2 separate regions of the Sus scrofa genome follow, and region 2 is linked to region 1. A link is a contact called in public HiChIP or PLAC-seq data. All regions are on one chromosome and are shown on one strand. The core of a region is the stretch at or near the end of the contact, and the rest is flanking DNA. Distances in the headings are between cores, read along the strand shown.

Region 1 (5,291 bases), core at 1,451-3,950:
TGAAACTAATTTCTCCTTCCTGACAGGTTTTTCTGACTACAGTAATTAATCTCAATATCTGTTAAGGTCACTTGCCTTGTGAAATAATAAATTATCAGACAGTAGGGCCATTAAAGAGTGACAATCGCCTATACGTGGTGCTCCTTGTGGCCCAATTCGGCACTGAGGTTCTTGGTAAACAGTAGGCATAATGTGGCCTGTTAATAAGAATGGGTTTCATTTCTATCTAGCAGTGGAAGTATAAAGTCGTATAATGATCCATTTTGGCGTCACTAAGACAAAGCCAATATCATTAGCCATTTATTGCAAAGGAACTTAAATCTTTTCAAATTAAACTCATGATGGATTTTAATCACTTGGTTAATGTTGGTAAATGATTATGCCTCAAGCCATTACGATAATGATCATTATTAGCAAGAGTCTGTTTTTACAATGTTTCTAATGTTTTAAATTAATCTAGAAGTCACGAGCCATTAAATCATTTCACCTGCAGCAGAATTTAAAAGATGTACATATTTCACATAACTGCCACTTAAAAACAAAACTAAGAAGGCAATGGAAAAACACACATGAAAATCAAGCTATTAACTATAGCGCCACCAGGTGACCAACCTCAAAATTCCATGTAGAAGCAAAAGTAAATACACTGAGGAAAATAGGTATGTGTAAAAAAGAGACCGTATTAAAAACCTCAGATGGATGCTGGTTATTGACCTGTGATAAGTCTCAAAACTCTAAGAAATCAACTTAAGACTCTAGAATTACGGTGTTCAGTGTGTAAACCACTACAAATCAGCAGTGGGCTGCCAGAGAGCCTGCAATTTGCAGAATTCAAATCACAGATGAAGATTAGTTCTTTAGACAGGAACTCCATTTTCAAATGTAAGGAAAAAAATGTATGCTTGAGTGATTGACGTCAAAGAGTTGACCATTACGTACAAGATGGTGTCAGCTCCCAGCATGAAGAATTGTGTGAACAAAAGAGAAAATTATTGTACAAAACTTTTAAATCAGGCCTCCTATAATCTGAGAGTCTGTTATCCTCTTTCACATCCATAAAATATTGAAATCAGACTAGATGATTTCTCAGTCGCTTACCAGGCCAGAAATCCTGTGGCAAGAATTATTTTAAGGTATGTGGCTCAACAAATGTTATGCAAAAATATGCATATAAATTCTTGTACAGAATGAGATTGTACTCTAGTAGCCTAATTAATTGCATGTATAAATTGAATTAAAACACTGAGAGGTATTGCATAAAAAAATAGAAAAATAGAAACTTCTCCTAAATCCAGAAAAAAATAGAAATAATTCTTACCTGCGATGTTTAAAACATTTATTCATTCATGTATCAAGTGTATCTTGATTTCCAACAGTGTTCCAGGTATGGTGCTAAGTTCTAGGGATAACAACATATCCTAGAAATTGTTCTCCCAGAAGGGAGAGTATCATTGATAGAAGGAACTCAAAACTGCGAGGCTGAAGGAGGTATGAATTGAAGAAGAATGAAAAATTAGATTCCTTTCTAAGAAATAATGTAAAGTCATTTCAGTATATAGACTAAAGTATCTGACTGCACCCTTATGAGCTATTCCTGGAAATGCTGTTTTCATTCTTAGGCTAAGCATCATAAACTGAAAACCAACCAAACAAAAATGACTAAGGCGATGATGAGTTTGAATGACTAATGGGAGAAATTTAAGGGAAGCTAAATATGAGCCATCTGACTCTATAGACTAAATGAGGTCTAAAAATAGAACACTGATGAGGGGGTTGGCATTGTTTTCCAGAGCCATAGAGATAACCATGGGAGTGAGCAGTAAGAGGAGTTAGGAAAACATACACAGTATCAGAAAAAAACTTCCTGTCAGAGAACACCATTAGCTTAATACCATCACTCCGGGGAAGATGTCAGACTTTCCACTTGTTGATCTGTTGGGAACCCACTGACTGAAACTCTGGGGTGTATATTTTGTATTGTTAGTTACCTAGGACAATGGACTGGTGACACCTCTTGGCCTCTGATCTACACTGTGCCAATGCTAAGGAGAGGAGTGAAAAATCACACAGAGAAGGGGTCAAGGGAAATCAAGCATGTTCTTACTGTAATGTGGACACAGATGATGGAATTTTTTAAAATAACATACTACCCAATTAACTGCCCCCCCCCATTCACATGTTCTTTCTCTCCCATTTGGGAGACAACTGAATTCTAGCCCTTAATGCCATTAACTAGACATAATACAGACATGTTGTTTAAAACAAGAAGAAAAAGAAGTCACACTTGCCATGTAAAACAATTCAAATTCCTGGTTCTCTTTCTCCTGTCCTGAAATAAGGAAATAATGCAGAAAAAGTCACCTGGCCTAAGTGAGTTAGTTCAAGAGCACTCCGTCTGTCGGATTTTCTCAGACTTGTCCTCAGCCTCAAGTTCTGTGACAGTGACTTCCACAGAATCAAAATGTCTCCTGATCTTGTCGGATAGGTAAAAACTCTCAATCAGCCCATACTTGCCTCTAATCTAACCATGGCAGAGAGGCATAGACATTAATTATCTTCTGTTGCATTTTTTAAAGGGCAGGAAACAAAAAAAGCTCTGTTGCTTCAACAACTGCCCTTTGGTTCTATGACTAGGCACCTTTGCTTGGCTTCCATTCTCAGCCTTGGGATTAGAGCCCAGTTGTGTTATTCTCATAACTTCTGCTTTGTGGTTTGGACCTTGGCTCTTTTTGTTGCTTATGTGACTTCCGACTTTAACCATCTGCCTTGTTCCTAGATTGACAACTGGCTCCACTTGTTTTTGGTTTCCTGATATGTTTTCCCCTCTCCTAGACTATGACCCTGATGTTTATTCATGGAACTTTTCCCTCATCTTTGTTTTGATTTGTGGGGTAATTAAAAAAAAAATCGTTTCATGCTTAATCTGATCAGCTCTGCTGGAAAAACATCTCTTTCTGGTTTTCAGACCTGTACCTCAGTATTTATCATGTGAAAACCCCATATTTATTTCTTCATTCTAAGTGTAAAGGAATCATTATGATAACAATAATATCTTTGTGGAAGTAACATAAAATAGTTTAAATTATCCTTTAAGCCATATGCTATTAGTTACTATTAGTCACTTTTATAAGTAAAGGGCTTTTTTTTTTCTTTTACTACTTATACTTTTTTTTTTTTCAAAGAATTGAGGTAGTGGGATTTTTTGGTTTACTGTGAGCGGTGGTTAGAAATATAGGTTCTAGAATAACCATGTAACTGATATATCCAATTGGTTTACTACAGCATTACCCAGCATAACTTATTATGTATACTCTATAATTTTCTTGCATAAGTAAATTATTGTTATTTCTTTTAAGTAAAGCTACATTCGCATTTTTCCTCCCTCCATAATTTAGAAATTTTGATCAACAGACAGGTAAATAAATGGTCTTTCTTGATGAGTTATAATTAAAGTAACAAACATTTACTTATGTCAGGAAATAGATTGCCTTAAAGTATACCTATGAATATGCCTCAAGAGGACTCATGTGACTTCAATAGCAGAAAGTACTTATAATAGAAAATTGCAATTCTAAACTCTGGTGAGGTACAACCTCTATGGCTCCCACATTTACTAAAACTATCCCACGGCCTATAGAAATTCTCTGGATTTTAGAAATATCAATTAATTCTACTCCTTTTCAGCTGCTTCCAAAGAGCAAGTTGACAAGAACAGCATTAGTTAACATGATTGCCTAATTTCTTCTTGGTAATCTGCCGTAATTGTCAGAGCATATGACTAGGGTACAGAAGCTGTAATGACTTGTCAATCCATGTATGCTCTCCCTACCCCCATAAATTTGTGACATAGGTTTCCAGACCATGTGGACTTTGGAATTCTACATAATCCAGCAATTTTGCACCCAGGGTATGAACCATAGATCAGAGGTCAGCCTAATCATTTGGAACTTCAGGGAACCAAAAAGAAAACTTCTCACCTCTAAATCATCATGCTATGCTGTTTTTAAAATTGGCAATAAGAAATCTTTAGAAATCTAAGAATTTGCTAATAACAGATCCTAAATCTGAATCTTAGAATTGAGACATTTTAGGAATTGGGGTTTAATTATGTCTAGTTTTGTTAACAATATAAGTTTAAATTACATGTAATTATCATTTTTATAGATTAAAAAGGTCAAATGTTGGCATTTTTAACTACATAAAATCAGATCATAATAAGAAATTTCCTTGAACACAGCTATGTGCTAGACATTCTATTAGACACATATTTTTTGTTATAGTAGAGCTTCACAAAGCCCTGCAAGGTAGGTATTATTATTATTCCCATTTCTGGAGGAGAAAAGTATGTAATTTGACAAAGTTGACATTGCTATTAGGTTTTGGTTTAAACCTATGTTCTTTTCATTGTGCTGTGCTGCTTTCTTTATTTCAAGGTTAATCTTTCCACTTCTAGTGGATGAATTATCTTTAAAATATCCCTAAAGTTTATTCAAGTAGCCTCCCATTAGACATGCCAATGTTTAACCCTCCATTGGACACTCACTGCCTTTAGATACAACCCATTCCAATTTTCTGTAGCTTTGTCATAAAACTTTTATTTCTATTATCACAATCTGCCTCCCTGTAACCTCCACTTCAGATCCCTGTTTCTGTACGTTGGGACAAACCTGAACAAGTCTAATTTCTCATAAAAACATCAGTCTTTGTAATATATGAAGGTAATGGTGGATTGCCATGCTTCAACATTCATAATTCTTAAAAACATTCCTATATTAGACACATTGTTCTTTGTCCAATCATGGCTTATTGTATAATAAAAAAAGAGAACAATGATGTCCCTTTATGAACTGGAGATTATGGTTTCCATTACCTGCTTTTCCAGGTGGAAGTAGTTTACTGGAATACAATTAAAGAGAAATATATTGATGCAAGCAAGAATTGAGCCTGTCTATATTTACTTTTTTAAAAACTCTGAATAAATGCAAATGTGCCTACAAATAAGATGTTCTCAAATGCTGCCAAGATTGGCATCTTGGAATACGATATGTATCTGTCCTGTTTATTGATTAGGATATGATTCTAGTTGTTGAGGCATCAAATAAATGTAAAAGATAAGGATAAGAGCTGCTCTTACAATGCATAACTTGTATGGTACAGCATCAGCAATATTGTTTTGGAAAGGCTTTTTCACACTTGTTTCATAGTTAGGGCATGTTGTATTGATAGTACTGGGACTGAGGGAGCCATCATATGGCTTGGGGCCAAAGTATGACATAGTTTGGTACAGGAAG
Region 2 (5,501 bases), core at 979-3,478, 880 kb before region 1:
GGAAAGGGTAGTTGCAGATGAACTACAGGCCACCAGAGGGGGCTATGTTATCTGCTGCCATTTAAATGCATTGTACAGTCCTTCCAATCCACATTCCCATTGTGGTCCTTTCCCATCCACATTTATGGACAAATTTTGGCATTCTCCTGACACCAACATTTGCCCTCATACTCTACCTGGTCACAATAATCCATTACATTGGTGTAGCACTTTCAAAAAACCTGTATCAGGTCTAATAATAAGCATCTATAAATTGGATATCATCAGGTATTTTTTGCATAAATAATAAAAATGTGACTACGAAAGTCAAGATTTCCGTCCATGTATTCATATTGCATGTCTTCATTTTGTTGTTGTTTGTTTAATGTAACTGCAACTGGCTTTAATTTCCCCAAACTTATTGTTATTACTTAATAACAAGAGTCTGCTTAAGCTCTCACCCCACATTGTGAGGACTTGATATTTTTGTTTTGCTCGTCTGAATCAGAGCTCCTATTCTGACTCCAAAAACTGGATTATAAACTTACTGGGAATTTGGTTTATTATCCCCAAGGCTCATAATATCACTGTAAGCACACAGAGACATCTTCTCAGCTAATAACTCAACATTTTCTTTCAGTGTATTCCAAACTTAGCTGAGAAGAATCATGGGGGCCTTGTTTTATGCACATGTTGTCAGGTTACCAGATTTCTTCCCCAGGAACACTCTAGGTTAGCAGTTTTGGTGTGAGATCTGAAAATTTTTAAATAAGAATTGTAGACAGCTATCTTCAAGCAAATTTGAAAATCAGCTTCCTAGAGCAGAGTGTTTAAGAAGGGCATGAAATTAATCTGTTCATGCTCATTTCCTCTTCTGTGAATTTTTTCTCGGTAGATAAATTTCTTTTCTTTTAATCTCCTCCTCTGCCTAGCTTCTACTGTCAATGATATAATTTCATTTGGGATAGTTTATCAGCTCACTGTGTAATTTGGGTCTGGTAAGACATTTGATCTATAGATGCTCTTTGTCCTGAACTGAATTGGAACACATGATTCCAAAATTGTACAATATGATTTATGCCATAGTATTTCTAAAGGCCACACATTAAAGAGAATTTAAGTCCAATACTAGACTTAAATCTTTTCCTCTCTTCCCAAAGAGGGGATGTCTTTCCCTAAATGACCCCATCCATCCCTGCAGAAGCTGCCAGTCTATCTCAATGATGCTTAAGTTAAATTCTGGGAGGCTACTGACACATTATAAAAACAAAGTACATATAAAGAGATCACCCTCCCACAAAATGACAAAGCATGTAATGCTTATTTGTGTGGCTAAATTTCCTATTTTTCCCCTTTGACACTGTAAGTTTTCATTTATGTATCTTTTATATCCTCAAGTAGCCTACTAGAAGTTATTTTCAACTGAAAAATAAAGTTTTATTACCCAAATATAAAAATAATGAATCACTAATTCAGCTATTCAGAAAACCAGAAAATTTATTTTAGGCAAATTCTTTACTTCTGGATGACAAGACGAATACCTTGTTTTTGGATTCAGCGTATTTTGTTCAGTAATACACATATTTTTTTTCCATTGAGAAATGAATTCTTAAATAAGGTAATGAAAAAAAATCATGTTTTATTTACTTTAGATATCCAAGGCCTTTGCCAATTTTTTCCTGGCATAACACTGTTTTACTATGATTTGAATATCTGACAGACTTTCCATTAATATTCAAAATATTACAACAGTTGACTTCAATTTGACAGAAAAAAGAGAAGTGTAGCCTGGCCTCCAATATTATTGATGTGTTTTGAATAACAAATTCCAACCATGCTTGTGTGGCTTTGTACAAGGAATGTGAAAAGAAAATGTGAAAAAAAATAAATTGATAGTGATTTTATGATAAGCAATGATTTTATTGGAAAGAACACCCCAAAGAAAAAATATTTCATCAGACAAAAAGGAATATTTACATTAAAATAACAGAAAGCAGCTACAAAAACGTGCAAGATGTAGGTGTGCCTGAGGATGCAGGAAATGAGTGAGTTATGCTATTTCAAATTCCTATAATTTTGAAGATTGAAACAATTTAATACTATTATTAATCTTTCAAATATGTGTTCATAAAATTTTTCTTGTTTTAGAATCCACTTATTTTCAAACATTTTGATGGGTTTCAATGGCCTTGCTTATGTCTTAAATAGGATTGAGAAAGAAGAAATCATGTGCTAGTCATTCTGCCATTTATGATTAACTCCCTTGTCACAGTTAATCATCACCATGATACACTGAAGCAGGCTGTATCCTTTCCATTCAGACGTGAAAGTAAGTCTCAGATAAATTGTCATGCCTCAACACAGGCATAGTAATTTCAGCAAAACTGGAGGTAGAGCCTCAATCTTTTAGTTCAGTTAATCATTCTATAGTTTGTAAACTATAACAACATGCACTTGTAAGAGTTATAATTATTAACTAAGAGTATAGAGAGTTGCTAGAGTCTTTTACTGTGTAGAAAGGCCTTGTGTTTGATTCCAAATCCTATAAATGCTTAACACAATTAATTTTTTAAATTGAGTACTTCAGTGCATATGCCAAGTGCTTTACATGCACTATGATGTTAAATCCTCACAACATCACATTGCAATAAATATTACTGTTACTGTCATGCTTTGTACAAAAGAGGAAACGAGCTCAATGAGTCTGCATAGATTGCTTAATAGTCAGTGAGTGTGGAACCTACTTTTTCTCTGAACCATATCCTGTTTGAGCATTACATAGCCCATTGTCAGTCAGTGGTACAAATTCATTACATAAAGAATTATATATGCAGAAAGACTTACATGCTGAGAATTATGAAACACTGATAAAGGAAATTGAAGATGATTTTAAAAAATGGAAAGATATCCCATGGTCCTGGATTGGAAGAATTGATATCATTAAAATGCAATCTAGAATTTTTATGTTATCCCTATCAAATTACCTGTGACATTTTTCAAAGAACTAGGACAAATAATCCTAAAATTTATATGGAAACACAAAAGACCTAGAATTTTCAAAAAAATTCTGTGGAAAAAGAACAAAGCTGGAGGCATAATGCTCCGGGCTTCAGACGATATTACAAAGTTATGGTAATTAAAACAATGTGGTATGGCACACACACAAAAAAACAGACATATGGGCCAATGGAATAGAATAGAGACCAGAAATAAACCCATACACCTACTGTCATCTAATCTTTGACAAAGCAGGTAAGAATACACAATGGAGGAAAGTCAATCTCTTCATCAAATGGTGTTGGAAAGCTGGAAAGCCACATGTAAATCAATGAAGTTAGAACATTCCCTCACACCACACACAAAAAATTAAGTCAAAGTGGCTTAAAGATCTTGATATAATTTAGGATATCATAAAACTCCTAAAAGAGAGCACAGACAAAACATTCTCTGCCATAAACCATACCAATGTTTTATTAAATCAGTCTCCCTAGGGAAAAGAAATAAAAGCAAAAATAAACAAAGAAGACCTAATCAAACTTACAAGCTTTTGCACAGCAAAAGAAACCATAAAAAGACAAAAAGATAACCTAAAAAATGGGAGAAAATATTTGCAAATGATGCAGCCTACAGGGCTAAATTTCCAAAATATACAAATGACTTATAGAGCTCAATTTTAAAAAATTCCCAAAGCCAAACAACTCAATCAAAAAATAGGCAGTGGATCTAAACAGACACTTCTCTGAAGAAGATATACAGATGGCCAACAGTCACATGAAAACATGCTTAACATCACTAATTATTAGAGAAATGAAAATCAAAACTACAATGAAGTATCTATCACCTCACACCAGTCAGAATGGCCATTATCAAAGAGTCTACAAATAATAAATGCTGGAGATGGTGTGAAAAACGGAACCCTTCTACACTGTTGATGGGAATGTAAATTGATGCATCCACAATTGAAAACAGTATGGAGTTTCCTTAAAAAACTAAAAACAGGACTACCATTAGATCTAGAAATCCTATTCCTGGGCATATATCAGGAAAAGATTAAAAACTCCAATTTGAAAAGTTACATGCATTCCAATGTTCAAAGTAGCACAATTTCAATAGCCAAGACATGGAAGCAATCTAAATATCCATCAACAGAAGAATGAATAAAGAAGATATGGTACATATATATACAGTGGGATACAATTCAGCTATAAAAAGAATGAAATAATGCCATTTGCAACAGCACAAATGGACCTAGAGATTTTCATACTAAGTCAAGAAAGCCAGAGAAATACAAATATTATATGATATCATTTATATGTAGAATCTAAAAAAAAATGATATAAATGAACTTATTTATAAAACAGAAATAGACCCACAGACTTTGAGAACAAATTTACGGTTACCAAAGGAGGAAAGCAAAAGGAGGGATAAATTAGGAGTCTGGAATTAGCAGTTACAAGGCCCTACTGTATAGCACAGGAAACCATATTTAATAGCTTATAATAAACTATAATGAAAAAGAATACATATATAACTGAATCACTTTGCTGAACACCTGAAACTAACACAACATTGTAAATCAACTATACTTCAATTTAAAAAAAAAAGACACATGCACCCGCATGTTCATTGAAGCTCTATTCACAATAGCCAAGACATGGAAACAACCCAAATGTCCATTGACAGATGATTGGATTAGGAAGACGTGGTATATATACACAATGGAATACTACTCAGCCGTAAGAAAGAACAACATAATGCCATATACAGCAACATGGATGGAACTAGAGACTCTCATACTGAGTGAAATAAGTCAGAAAGAGAAAGACAAATACCATATGATATCACTCATATCTGGACTCTAATATATGGCACAAATGAACCTACAGAAAAGAAAATCATGGACCTGGAGAACAGACTTGTGATTGCCCAGGGGGAGGTGGAGGGAGTGGGAGGGATTGGGAGCTTGGGGTTAACAGATGCAAACTATTGCTCTTGGAATGGATTTACAGTGATATCCTGCTGTGTAGCACTGAGAACTATGTCTAGATACTTACATCGCAACATGAAAATGCAAGGAAAAATTATGTATACATGTATGTGTAACTTGGTCCCCATGCTGTACAGTGGAAAAAAAAATAAATAAAATTTTTAAAAAAGGAAAAAAAAAAGAATTACACATGCAGCTTTACACAGAGTCCATGATTTAATTAATCGTGGTTTAGGATTTTTCTGTAGTCAATTGCTCAATTAGTTTTTGATCTGTTAGTCTGGAAACCACTACCCAAATGCCATGATTTGGATCTAATAACAACTTTGTGTTTGACAGATTTAATGGGCATATATTTAAAAAAAACATACATAAGAGTGTACATATATATATGGAAATATATATGTATAAAAGAATATATAAGGATATATAGATATTTATATATGATATATATATTTAAAGAGATTTATTAGGAGATATATAAGGAGACATATGTATGTAAAGATATATATAAGGATAAATAAATAAGGACTTG

The links. HiChIP or PLAC-seq counts read pairs in DNA pulled down with a chosen protein or histone mark.
Region 2: an H3K27ac HiChIP or PLAC-seq map of alveolar macrophages shows a contact between it and region 1. The contact joins two enhancer-like sites. A contact is called at or near these places in 3 of 47 Hi-C or Micro-C datasets (embryonic fibroblasts, retroperitoneal adipose tissue and subcutaneous adipose tissue) and 1 of 2 datasets of contacts at active chromatin or transcription factors (alveolar macrophages).

What each region holds. Positions count from the first base shown.
Region 1 is chr15:87,226,725-87,232,015 of Sscrofa11.1, reverse strand. No RefSeq gene overlaps it. Among named protein-coding and RNA genes, the nearest start is that of NEUROD1, 49 kb to the right of the region's middle. Within about 2 kb of position 2,700, at least 10 of the 83 cell types and tissues checked have an H3K27ac peak or open chromatin away from gene starts, as enhancers often do. A contact at or near this core is called in alveolar macrophages, where this site is marked.
Region 2 is chr15:88,101,153-88,106,653 of Sscrofa11.1, reverse strand. No RefSeq gene overlaps it. Among named protein-coding and RNA genes, the nearest start is that of DNAJC10, 95 kb to the left of the region's middle. Within about 2 kb of position 2,228, at least 4 of the 83 cell types and tissues checked have an H3K27ac peak or open chromatin away from gene starts, as enhancers often do. A contact at or near this core is called in alveolar macrophages, where this site is marked.